Regions from separate parts of the Mus musculus genome. Here regions 1, 3 and 4 are each linked to region 2. A link is a contact called in public HiChIP or PLAC-seq data. All regions are on one chromosome and are shown on one strand. Each heading gives the region's core, a stretch centred on a gene start, on an enhancer-like site or on the middle of the called end of the contact. The rest is flanking DNA. Distances are from core to core; before and after follow the strand shown.

Region 1 (2,806 bases), core at 291-2,790, 240 kb before region 2:
CATAAACATACATACATACATACATACATACATTCATACACACATACATACATACACACATGCACACATACACACATAGTGCTGGAAAACAAAACAATAAAGGACTGATAAGAAAGAAAGAAAGAAAGAAAGAAAGAAAGAAAGAAAGAAAGAAAGAAAGAAAGGAAGGAAGAGAGAGAGAAAGAAAGAAAGAAAGAAAGAAAGAAAGAAAGAAAGAAAGAAAGGAAGGAAGGAAGAAAGAAAGAAAGAAAGAAAGAAAGAAAGAAAGAAAGAAAGAAAGAAAGAAAGAGAAAAAAACCCGAGAAGATAAAATCAGCTTCATCCCTCATCAAGATATTCTGAGTACATAAAAAAACCCCAAAAGAACCCACATGCAAAGCACTGGGCAGGTTTTCTAGTGTGTGTGTGTGTGTGTGTGTGTGTGTGTGTGTGTGTGTGTTGGCTAATGTTGGTTTCAACTTGACACACCTGGGAAAAGAGGACTTCAAAAGAAGAAACTTTCTAAATAGGACTGTGGTTATAGCCAAATGGTAGCATTTCCTAGTATGCACAAAGCCCCAGTACAGTAGGGAGATGGGCATGGAGGGAGGGAGGGAGAGAGGGAAGGAGGGAGGGAGGGAGGGGAGGAGGGAGGGAGGCTTCTCAAGCAGGCAAAGCCATACTTCATGGTTTAGGAATGTAGACACAGGTGGCAAAGTTGATATAAAACCAGGGGGACTTTTCTAAAGACTGAAACAATGCTCCGCTCTGATGCAGGGGCATTGTGGAAAGAGGACAGAGTCTGCCAGGGTGGCACCTCTTTCTTCACAAGGGTGGTGCTGACATGTGGTTTGCTGATTATTTTTGTTAAACAATATATGTACCCTGCATATTCTCTCACAAGTTCCAGCACTCGGGAGACAGAGGCAGATCTCTGTGAGTTCAAGGCTAGCCCAGGCTACATAGTGAGTTCCAGGACAGTCAAGGCTACCTACTGAGATCCTGTCTTAAAACAAACAAACAAAAATAAATAAATAAATAAATAAATAAATAAATAAATAAATAAATAAATGAAAACAAATAAATAAAGGGTAATCCTTACATTTGGGAGGTGGAAGCAGGAGGATGAGTTTAAAGCCTGCTTCAGCTACACAGCAAGTTCAAGTTCAAGTTCAAGCAGTCTGTGCTGGGACAGGGGGACCATAAACAACCTTCCACTGCAGCCCAGACAGTGAGGACCCCTGATGACATCTTTTAAGAACAGTGGTCATGGGACACTAGGACTGCTTGGTGATAGCATGATATGAAAGGCAAGCCAAGGTCAGAGGCTGCCTGAGTAGAGAGCTCTCAATGCAACAGTCACTTCCACCCAAGGACATCAAGTCATGCAAAGGACTTACAAAGGACCACTAAAGGTGTGCCTTTTTAAACATCCACACAGATCCATTTTTATTTCTTATTTCTTTGGGTTTTTAAAAGACTTTTAATTTAAAATATATGTGCCTATACGTCTGTATGAGCAACGCATGTGCCACATGAACGCAGGATCCCACAGAAGCCAGAAGAGGGTGCCAGAGCACCTGGAGCGGCCCAATGTGGCTATGAGGAACTAAAACTAAGCTCCTATCTTCTGGGAGAGAAGCAAGTGCCTTTAACCACAGAGCCATTTCTCCGACCCCTAGAGAGTCCCTTTCTAAATGATTCATCACTAATCGCTAGTGCTCTCCCCCTCACTGTTTAAATATTTGCTCATACTCCAAGTTTCATTCCTACAAAAGAGGAGGAAACTGTGGGCCACTTAGGGTTCCTGCCCTTGTATTTCCCTTCTCCCTGTCCTGTCGACTGAGCCCTTCCATTCCAGCTATAAGGAGCCCTGTGACAGGAGTGGGCGTCACACCAGAGAGGTGTTGACCTTCACCCTGATAGAAACGGCTCTTCTGGGAGCAAGCAGTTTCCAGACTGAGGAAGTTCAGGCTGCTACTCTTATTCAAACCTCCTTTTGCATGTTTCGAGAGATTCGGTTGTGTGTCTGTGCTTCCCCATAGACTGCCTGGTCTTGGCTGTGCAGAAGGCACCCAGCTGAAGCATTCACAGAAGCCGTTTTTCTCCCTGTGGGCGATGTTGGGGATTTGTACTTTGCCGTTACTTTAATTGTTTTTTCTATTAATGTGTGTGTTGTAGGGATGATGTGTGTGGGCATGGGGTGGTCATAGAAGCCACCGGATGCAAGTGGAGGTCAGAGTCCGTTCTTACCTTCTGCCTTTGTGTGGTCATTTGTGGTATTATTTGGCTCTGGTCCCAGGTAGCTGGGATTCCTGTTACAGTCCCTTGCATGGCAGGTCTGTGAGGATGCTGTAACTGCCATGCAGCTTGTGTGGCCACGTGCCCCTCTGTCAGAGTCTGCGACTACAATGACTGTGGCCGAGTTCCAAGATGCCATTCCCACTTCGTCAGTCCTCACTGGACCCCACAAGGCACAGCTTGGGCTGGTGTTCTTGGTGTCCAGAGTTCAGTAGCTCCGGGATGCTTACAGGAGGGTTGTGGCACCACAGGGCTTTAGTGTGAGCCTGAGTGAGAGGGTAACGTGGATTCTGCTCCTCACCCTTTGGTTTTACGTTGGCTGTTGTGACTGCTTGTCACTGCCTCAGCATTAAAATGCCAGAAATGACCTAGTCATTGCTCTCTTCCCTGACCTGGCTCCCAAGCGCCCCCCTCCCTCCATCACTTATCACAGTGAATTCTGTTTTTGCATCTGTCTCAGCCAGCTGCACAGCCTCACAGGAGATACATCTGAGTTTATATCCATTTCCTGTCCTGTGTTTGACTG
Region 2 (3,094 bases), core at 283-2,782:
GGATTCAAACCCTATGTTTGCAACAGCAATGCTCTCCCACCAGACATTCTACTGCCTCTCACAGACTCTGGGCAAAATCCCTGCCACTGAGCCTTGCATCTTATTCTTGTTTTCTGTTCCAATGTTGTCCTACCTTCTCTTCCAAGCAAAACACTTCTTTCTTGACCCAATCCAAGAGCATTTCCTGCTGTATCCCCAAAGAAAGCACACACTCCAGGCAGAATCCCAGGGTGCTTGGTATTCCTCCAATTTGACTTCACTCCCCATGGGGCTAGGAGTATTTCCAGGCAGGCTGTGGGCCACGTCCACCTCGCAGCCTTAGCCTCCAACATGTTAAAACCAGTGCCAAGTGAACTCAGGGTGCCAGGCTGGGGCTTGCCACCTCTGACTGGCCATCGGCAGGGCTTTGGGTAAATGCTGGCCTCTTGCCTCAGCTTCTCCTTTGCTAGGGCTCCAGAAGTGAGGCTTTTTTCTCAGCTTGGTCCTTGTTGCTTGTCTTGTAGGTGTAGCAAAATACCTAACAAAAGCAAGTTAAGGAAGGGAGGGTTTATCTGAACTTATTGTTTGAGGGTTCAAGTCATCATCCCAGATTTGAGAGTATGAGGTAACGCTGAATCCATAGTCAGTGTTTAAAATGGGTCTGAGGGTGGGTAATCTTAGGAACATGGCCATGAAACGGCCATTAATCCAAAGCACCCCAGCAAAGCATCGTGGCACCTCTGTAGAAGGGTGCACAGATGCAGTGAAAGCAGCAAGCCCATATACCAGGAGTCCTGGTGGGTTTTTATTCCTAATGCAAAGAGGTCCTGTCCCTCACTCTGGCTGGTCAGAGCTGGCTTCACACTCTTTTTGCCATAATCTGCTAACTTAAAAGTGGCACAGTTGATAAGCAAAGTGTATTTTTCCAGAGCAGGATACAACTCTGAGCAAATGCTTTGATCTTGAGCAAATACTAACTGGAAGAGGGATTTTTACCCCCCTCAGATGGTGTCTTTTACCAGTTCCTGTTAGGACCTGGCCCTTTAAACCCAGAAGCCAATTCAGAATTGGCAGGCCCCTACTGGGAAGAGTAAACTTATAGGGTGGATCTCAGGAAGAGTAACCCCAGGCCTGAGACCAGGGCTGACTCTCCAACCTATTTACCCATTAAAGATGGAACTTCCTTTGTTCTATTTAGCCATCTAATAGAAAAGGCAGGGGTTTTGTTTCTGTTTCCCAGGCCAGGAAGCAGAGGGAGGGCTCCTGGTGCCAGGCTTGCCTCCTTTTTCTTCAGGCATGGTACAGTGCCATCTATATCTGAGATGGGTTTTCCTGCTTCAATTAATGTAATGCATAAACTCCTTCATAGACTTACCGAGAGATTTATTCCCAAGATGATTGAATTCTGTCAAATTGACCATCAATATTAGCCAACACAACCCTTGTGGTTAGAAGCCCCTTCTTTGCCCACAGGGGAATCACCTGGGACTATCCTTTAGCTGATGGCTCTGTGCCCAGAGACTTGAGAGCTGCTTTTTGGATCGTTGGGAGTTTCCAGGATCCCAAGTCTGTCCCACAGCAATGTTTGAGTCACTTCCCTGCTGTGGGTAATAAAAGGCTAGTATTCAAATGCCACTTTTCCTGCCCAGGCTTGAATTGAGCGATCTAATAACTGCCCAGCTGAGAGGAGCCAACATGGTGTTTGTATATTTACCCTGTCAGTCACAGATTCTTAAGATTGGGAGACAGGTCAACAGGCTGGAGCCCCAAAGCTTCAGATTCACGCTGTCACACCTGACTTCTCTCGGCCACGGTTTCTTCCTCATTTGTAAGATGGAAGAACTTCTCCTGGTGGGATGCTTTGAAAATGAGCAAGCGAAGCATAAAAGACATGCAACTGCTGCTCAGTACTTGGGGAACCCACGGTCTAGGGCAACTGTCGGCTCACACCATCACCACATCTGGCTCTGCACTGCTTGCTGCATGGTGTACCAACCACTGACCAAGTGTTGCAAATCAGAAAGTTTTATTTATGGGGTGGTCAATTGTGGAGGCGTGAAGACAACTATCGAATCTGCAGATAGGATTTGGGATATCTATTGCCTTGAGGAAATGGGAAAGGGTACCAGGAGGGAGGTCATCAGAGCTCTGCCCATGCTGCAGACACATTTGCCATCCCCTGAGATTGGCCATTTTAAATTCAACTCAAAGGGAATGACTAGGCAGGGGAAGCCAGTTCATTTAGGTGCCCCCTCAAGCTTTCTTTTGGCTTCAAGTCCACTGCATGGATAAAAAGTCCTGAGTATCTTGGGGACACACTGCAGCTGCTTCATTCTTCACTATGCACTAGGCATCTGGCACGAGTTAAGGATCCCCCCCAAACCTAACGCATCTTCTACTTTGCACTCAGCCCCAGCAGCTATGTGTCTGGGCTGAGCCTCTCTGATCAAGATGCACACAGGAACACGAAGCTGCCCAAGATCAGACCTAATATCAAGGTCTAAGAGAATGCCTAGTCTGAGCAAGCAGGACCAACTTGCTGTGATTGCTACTTCTAGTACTATCTAACTGTGAGATCTAGGGGAACTTTAAAAACAATACAAATGGGGGGAGGAGTATAGGGGACTTTCAGGATAGTATTTGAAATGTAAATGAAGACAATATCTAATAAAAAATTGAAAAAAAAAAAAACAATACAAAACAAGACTCCAAGCTTCAGTTTCCTGGTTTGAAAAATGGTCCAGATTTGTGGCAGGAGAGATAGCTCAACAGTTAAGATGGCTGCCCCTTCTTCCAGAGGTCTGGAGTCTGGAAAGCTCACAACCACCTGAGACTATTTCCAGGGGCTCTAAGCTTTTCTTGTCTCCTTGGCACCCATGCAATGTGCACATACACATACAAATAAATAACTTAAAACTAAAATAAAATTTAAAAAATGATCCAGATGTTCTCTGTCTCTCAGCCTTGCTTTGAGACAGCAATATATAAGAAATGCTTAGCACAGACCTTAGAAGTTTTCTATTGCATAAAGTGTCTAGGGCCAGGAAGGTAACCAGTGGGTAAAGGTACCCCCAAGCCTGAGGAGGAAAGCTTTATCTACCAGACCTATGAGATG
Region 3 (3,174 bases), core at 507-3,006, 140 kb after region 2:
GCTGATGGTGTTGAGCAGTCCTGGGGTTCTTTTCTTTTTGACAGAGTCTACTGTGTAGCCCAAGCTGGCTTACAAACTTACCATCCTTTCATTTCAGCTTCCTGAGTGCTAGGATCACTGGCGAGTGCCGCTACACCCAACTGTGACGTCTGCTTTTGGTGTTTCTGGTGGCCTTTTTACCGTAGTTCATTGTGCCTAAATGGTGTAGAAGCCTGTAATTGAAACACCACCTCTGTGGCAAAGCAGGCCAACCAAGGAAAGCAGGATGAGCAGAGAGAGAAGGAAAACCCACTTTGACCCTCAGAACACAGTCATCTGTGTACCTTGGCAGGTCTCTCCTGGGGATCAGATTAACCAGGGACCAAAAATACTTGAAGGAAAGATTCCCTCTGTGCTGACCATGTATATATAGACTTTTCTTCTTCCCTATAAATACGTGAGTGTAACAATTTCTAGCATATCACCGTTCAGGCATCGTAAATTGTTATAAACCAAGTAAGCTAGGAATGACGGAAAGTATGGGATCCGAGTATAGGCCCGAGTAGGTTCTGTGCAAACAGCATTTCACAGACAGCACTTGACCCTCTGCGCACGTTGACCTCTGGTGGGGGATCTATGTACCAGTCCCACCAGATATCCTGCCTACATTCCTGGGACTTTCCAGTGGCTAAGAAAGTAGAACAGATGGTTGGGGTTTGTTTCTTTCCTTGTACATTCTCTCGGGTGGCAGAATTCTTAGGATTCTGAGACCTCTTGGAGAAAGCCAGCAGCAATCTGTTGCCAGCTCTCTCTGGGAGACAATGTCCCGTGCCCTCCGTCTCTTCCTGACATTTGTCTACTTGAAGCTTCTATGGCTGAGGAGGAAAGGGACCTGAAATCAAGTCACCTATTATACAAATCTGGGAGGCTGATGTGACTAGACCTAGACAGGTAGCTTACATCCTGCCTTGCACAGCTTCCAGAGGTCCCAGGACCCAGCAGAAAGTTCCTCAGACTGAAGTAAGAAATGCATGAACAGCCAGGCAGTGGTGGCACATGCCTTTGATCCCAGCACTTGGGAGTCAGAGGCAGGCAGATTTCCGAGTTCGAGGCTAGCCTGGTCTACAGAGTGAGTTCCCAGGACAGCCGGGGCTATACAGAGAAACCCTGTCTCAAAAAAAAAAAAAAAAAAAAAAAAAGGAAGAAGACATGCACGCACACACGAGCACCCACTAAGGTGCCTTGTCAGAGCCCCACCCCCAAATTTGTTTTGTTTCGTTTGTTTTGGGTCTTTGCTTCCCAGCTCTCCTGAATTCTTCCCTTTTGGTCAGCTCCTCACTTAAGAGAAAAGCTTGGTTTGCCTGGACCAGCCCCTTAAGAGCTATGTCCTTCCACCCTCCATAGATATGCCATGGTGATCTCATTACAGGTAGACAAGGTCCTTCACCTAGGAAAAGGGAATAATACCAACTTCCTATAGTCATACACAAACCACCTAGATTAGAAGCCTCCAGTGTCTGGGTAGAGTATCCTGAGTGCATTAACATGCTGCACTCAGGTTTGTATGGTTCTGGCACTCCCCACTTGTAACTAAAACACTGACATGTTGGAAGGGTCAGATCTGGTTGTCAGCTCCACCAGCTTCTGCCTTAGCTCCTGTTAGCTAAATGTTAATTGCTTAGGCACACCGGATTCTTTGGCTCAAATGTCCTTGCTGTGGGTATGTGACTCAGCTGTCATCTTAGGCCCCTCCAGGAAAAGGAAAGCAAGCAAGCTCAGTGGCAGTGAACAGTCATTTGGACTTGGGTGGCTTCTTGGCATCCTGTCGTGCCCAGCCCAGTTATACATGCTAGAATGGAATTTGAGTACTTGGTGCATGATGCTCATCAACACTTTAGTAGTCACAAGTTGCACAGTCACACCCTAATGACTCTGTCATGGGCTGGCATTGTTCCCCTACCTGCTAGAAGAATGGTTTCAGGGGGAGTTGCAATAGCATTAATAGTCCTGACCTGCCAGCATCAGGAGAGACACAGAAAAGCCCCATGGGAGACAGGCTACTCTTGTTTCTGTGACACCACTGAGGCCTGCTCTGTACAGGTCAAGCTGTTGGAGGGATACACTGCATTATTTTAGTGGACTTGTTTTTCATTCTGAAAAAGCACTCTGAAGCCAACCCTTCTATACATTCTATAGAGGAACCCCACATTCCCAGAGGCCCAGTGACTTATCTGGGTTGTCCTGCTATAAGACAGAACCAGATTTTTTTTTATTATTTATGCCTTTTAAAGGCTGGCCTTCTCGGTGTGTGTGTGTGTTACGAGACTGACTCCAACAGTACACAGTCATCTACCTGGAAACTATATCCACTAGACTCCCTTGTTTGCTAAGCCAATTAGTAGCTGGGTGTGATAGCAGACATCTTCAATCCTAGCTACCAGAAGACAGAAACAAGATGATCTTCGTGAGCTCAAGGCCAGCCTGGTCTGCATGGTGAGTTCTAGGGCAGCCAGAGCTACATAGTAAGATCATGTCTCAAAAACAAAAAGCAAGCATTTGGTGGCCACAGAAATTTGCTTCACATTTCCACCATATACACCATGGCTCCTAAGATTGGGACCTACCTAGTGCTGACCATTTCCAGCAGCTAGGAAGGACTACCCTGGAGAAGAAGGCAGAGAAGGCTTAGTGTCCACAGAACAGTGTGAGGTCATTAGCAGCTTGAGCGGGAAAGCCCTTTGGAGATGCTAAGGGAGATGCTGGGGTAGTAGGATATACGTGCACGATGGTAACCACACCTCCATCCGCACTCTGCCTGTCTAGTAGGCCTGGTGTGTTTCCGTTTCTGCAAGATCATGCATGGTAGGGCTGTGGAAGGTTCACAAACAGTGCTGGCATGGGAGCTAGAAACGTGGTACAAAGTAGAAATGTTCCCTGTTAGTCACGTCTGCTTGTCAAAGGGCCTAGAACTCCGAGAGAGAATATGGGTGTGGAGGGAAAGGAACAAGGAAGGGGGCTGGGGCCAGGCTTGTGACGAGGAGGTACGTGCTAAGAGGAACAGCGGGAGCAGATAGAACCTTGTTTAAGGTCCTGAAACTTAAACCACTGCATTGCCTACTACATCCAAGAGGAGAAAGTGGGGGGCTGCAACCACTATTTGGATGCCATGTCCTGTCTCAGTTTCACAGGAATCAC
Region 4 (3,034 bases), core at 228-2,727, 160 kb after region 2:
TCTGACAGCTCTTGGGCTGCAATCTGAAAGGTCGTGGCTGTGAGAAGGGGTGGGGGTGGGAGTGGGGTGACGGGGCGTGGGGGTGGGGGTGTCTGCTCCTTCCCTTCCCCACCATTCCAGGATGGAATTCTCCAGGGCTAGGTGCAGGGTAAAAGGGAGAGTGAGTGCCATGTGACCCAGGACCAGCCTCTTGACTTCTAAACCTTGGTTTCCATTTTCTGAGAAATGGGATAATGATCCAACGGTCACAAGGAATCAGAAAGTGAGATACTGTGGGGGTTAGGCAGGAGTGGCCGGCGTGAGCTATGGGCTGTACCAGAGAGTATAGACTTTCCTAAGCTCTTTCTCTCCAACCTGAGTTCTAAGAAGCCAGGTGCACACAGCTCAGTGAACTGAGGTTCAGGGAAGGACGAGGAGCACACACATGTCTTCCCCATAGCCAACGCCCTCAGACCTCAGCACAACTGCCAAAAGCCTGCTGTGGCCTCTCCCCACAGATGCACTCTAAGATGGGCTTAACCTTAAGACTGGCCAACCTTCTGTCCCCTGTACAACAGGCCAAGGCCCTGGGGCCATTTCTCTCTCCTTGTTCTTCACTCAGACCATAGGATGGTGCCAAGTCCCATCTTCCAGAGGAAGGAATATGGGCTTGGAGTAGAATAACTGGCATTCCTAAACAAGAGTGGGGTTGCTGTGCTGGCATATGAGGAATATAAGGAGGCTGCCCTGAGAGCTGGCTGTGAACTCTGAGTGTGTGTGTGTGTGTGTGTGTGTGTGTGTGTGTGTGTGTGTGCACTAGGAGGCACCTTTAGGCTGCATCAACAGCCCGGGAATCCGGGAATCATCTTGGGCTATTTGAGGCATGTTATAGATTTTAGCTTGCCCTGAACTTGGGGCATGAGGAGAAAGGGTGGAATTTGGAGGCAGGGAAGCAAAGCAGGTCCTCATAGCTGAAGGAAAGACTACAAGGTCGTGGGGAGCCATGGGAGGGCCCCCGAGAATACACAGGAGTATGGGGTGCCTACAGCAGCGCGTTACAGGCTGTATGGACAATCTTGTCAGAGGAACACACTCTTGCTCATCATGTCTCTCCTCCATGAGATGGGGTTTGCCCTGCCTCCTAGGCCTCCGAGGACCAAGCAACCCATCTACAGGAAGAGCCTGCACTTTGCTGGATTCACTTCACTGCAAGGTGCAGGGGGGAACCATTACAGTTGTTGGAATCACTGTGCTGAGACAACCGGTTGTATGCATCCGGTGCTCGTGAAATGCTCTCCAGGGGAGAAGCAGCAGGGGTTAGTATTGGTGGGGGAGGATGTTGTGGGGGCTATGGACACCCCTCCCCACATGATAAGAAGACCCCTGATCCTGAGCCGCATCATGCAGGGCCTTCTGACAGTCCCCCAGCCAGGCAGCCCCCAGTACTTCATCTGTAGAGCCAGGAGCCCGTTGCTAAGAGACCTGTTGCTAAGTTGTAAGTTGGGCCTTTTTACTCCCAACAAAGCTGGTGATTATCTGCTGGAGAAGCAGTCCATTGATGGGGGAGGGTGGCGGAGACAGAAAAGGGATGTGAAAGGCTGGTGGGGGAGGTCTGGTACCGTGATTACGCCCTTCCCCGCTGGCTTGTCATTCATCAGCAGCAGAGGCCTAGTGATCTTCTTGCTGGAGACAATCTGGGGTGGGAGAGGCAGAGAGGAGCACTCAGGGAGGCATCAGGGGCTCTTGGGAATAGGTCAACCACAGGACGGTGGTGACAGCACCATGAATCACACTGTCCCCACTTCTCTGTGGTAGCAGGAAGCTGGCACTGGGTTTGGTTGCCCCTTCAGTGGGAGCGGTCTGTCTGGTGCCAGACTCTCTGGGCTACAACACCCCTGGGACCTGTTGGCTCCTGGGAGGTGGGCGTAGGGGGGGTTGTCTGTGTAGCAGATGGGGAGCCCGGGAGGATTGGCTAGGGAAAGTAGGGGACAGAAAATCCTGACTGAGACCCGCCTGACCCCAAGAGCAGAGGTTGATGGTGAGGCCCTTGGGTACCCCACTCTACTCGGGAGCCCCAGGCTCACCGTGCCCAGGCTGCAGGAGAACTGGCCCAGGAAATCATGCTCATCCAACTGGGCACTGGACTTGTCCTGGTCAAACAGGGCGAACTTGAGCTTCTGCACCTCCTCGAAGTGGTAGTCCAGCACGAACTTCTTGGAGAAGGCTGGGTTGAGGTTGTTGACGGCTGTTTCTGTTCTGTCGAACTGGTGGAGGGATGGGGGGGGGGGCAGGAAGTGGGGGGAATGGGAGGCAGAGTCGTGGTGGCCAGGTTCCCTTGATGGCTAGCTGCCTCAGTGCACTCACTGAGGTACCTCACTGCCTCCCGCCAGCACTCACATCTCATGAGCCTCAGCTCATCGGTAAGAACACCAAAGATCAGAGATGTTAAGTCAGAGGGAGGCAGGTGCAAGATTCAAGCCCAGTTCGGACTCTATGAACCCTCCCCATTCCCAGGGACCGGGGTAGGAGCTCAGGCCACATCCCAGACTGGTATGTGACAGAGGACAAATCCTCTCTCTATCTGGGCCTGCTTTTTCCTCTGTAAAATGAAAGCCTGTGACTGTGTGGATTTTCTATGTTTTACTTAAGAAAACCCTTTTCTCTCCCTCTCGCTCTCTTTTAAGATTTATTTGTTTATTTTATGTATGTGTTTATTCTTAGGACCTCTGCTCGCTCTGGGTCAACTCTGTTCGCTCAGTCCCTGTTTGCTCCAGCCCAGAAATTTATTTATTATTATACGTAAGTATAATAGTTGACTTCAGACGCACCAGAAGAGGGTGTCAGATCTCATTACGGGTGGTTGTGAGCCACCATGTAGTTGCTGGGATTTGAACTCAGGACCTTCAGAAAAGCAGTCGGTGCTCTTGCCTGCTGAGCCATCCTGCCAGCCTGTAAACCCTGTTCTCAAAAGCACACTGTGTATGCTGCTAAGAGGAAACAGAGGAGGCAGAGCTGGGTGAGGCCAAGGTCTTGGGTGGCAGAGGCGATTGTGCCT

Evidence for each region. HiChIP or PLAC-seq counts read pairs in DNA pulled down with a chosen protein or histone mark.
Region 1: a contact with region 2 is called in a FOXA1 HiChIP or PLAC-seq map of pancreatic cancer cells. The contact joins two enhancer-like sites. A contact is called at or near these places in 1 of 15 datasets of contacts at CTCF or cohesin (embryonic stem cells), 4 of 484 Hi-C or Micro-C datasets (CD8 T cells, the N1E-115 cell line and embryonic stem cells) and 5 of 115 datasets of contacts at active chromatin or transcription factors (the SCID.adh cell line, embryonic stem cells, memory CD8 T cells and 1 more).
Region 3: a contact with region 2 is called in a FOXA1 HiChIP or PLAC-seq map of pancreatic cancer cells. The contact joins two enhancer-like sites. A contact is called at or near these places in 2 of 39 promoter capture datasets (the SN4741 cell line and liver), 6 of 484 Hi-C or Micro-C datasets (Th2 cells, beige adipocytes, bone marrow-derived macrophages and 3 more), 5 of 115 datasets of contacts at active chromatin or transcription factors (the 230-238 cell line, the SCID.adh cell line, pancreatic cancer cells and 1 more) and 3 of 9 other capture datasets (adipose tissue, liver and pancreatic islet).
Region 4: a FOXA1 HiChIP or PLAC-seq map of pancreatic cancer cells shows a contact between it and region 2. The contact joins two enhancer-like sites. A contact is called at or near these places in 1 of 15 datasets of contacts at CTCF or cohesin (the NIH/3T3 cell line), 5 of 115 datasets of contacts at active chromatin or transcription factors (the 230-238 cell line, embryonic stem cells, microglia and 1 more) and 2 of 9 other capture datasets (adipose tissue and pancreatic islet).

What each region holds. Positions count from the first base shown.
Region 1 is chr8:94,954,080-94,956,885 of GRCm38.p6, reverse strand. No RefSeq gene overlaps it. Among named protein-coding and RNA genes, the nearest start is that of Gm30968, 21 kb to the left of the region's middle. Within about 2 kb of position 1,540, at least 98 of the 459 cell types and tissues checked have an H3K27ac peak or open chromatin away from gene starts, as enhancers often do. A contact at or near this core is called in pancreatic cancer cells, where this site is marked.
Region 2 is chr8:94,713,254-94,716,347 of GRCm38.p6, reverse strand. No RefSeq gene overlaps it. Among named protein-coding and RNA genes, the nearest start is that of n-TLcag4, 11 kb to the right of the region's middle. Within about 2 kb of position 1,532, at least 33 of the 459 cell types and tissues checked have an H3K27ac peak or open chromatin away from gene starts, as enhancers often do. A contact at or near this core is called in adipose tissue and pancreatic cancer cells, where this site is marked.
Region 3 is chr8:94,570,678-94,573,851 of GRCm38.p6, reverse strand. No RefSeq gene overlaps it. Among named protein-coding and RNA genes, the nearest start is that of Gm38555, 5.0 kb to the right of the region's middle. Within about 2 kb of position 1,756, at least 35 of the 459 cell types and tissues checked have an H3K27ac peak or open chromatin away from gene starts, as enhancers often do. A contact at or near this core is called in pancreatic cancer cells, where this site is marked.
Region 4 is chr8:94,550,379-94,553,412 of GRCm38.p6, reverse strand. It overlaps Cpne2 (copine II), which reads right to left. Exons shown (of 16, transcript NM_153507.2): 3 at 2,064-2,243; 4 at 1,599-1,673; 5 at 1-23. Gm38555 (a long non-coding RNA gene) reads left to right here. Exons shown (of 4, transcript XR_879111.3): 4 at 2,701-2,811. Among named protein-coding and RNA genes, the nearest start is that of Gm38555, 15 kb to the left of the region's middle. Within about 2 kb of position 1,477, at least 125 of the 459 cell types and tissues checked have an H3K27ac peak or open chromatin away from gene starts, as enhancers often do. A contact at or near this core is called in adipose tissue and pancreatic cancer cells, where this site is marked.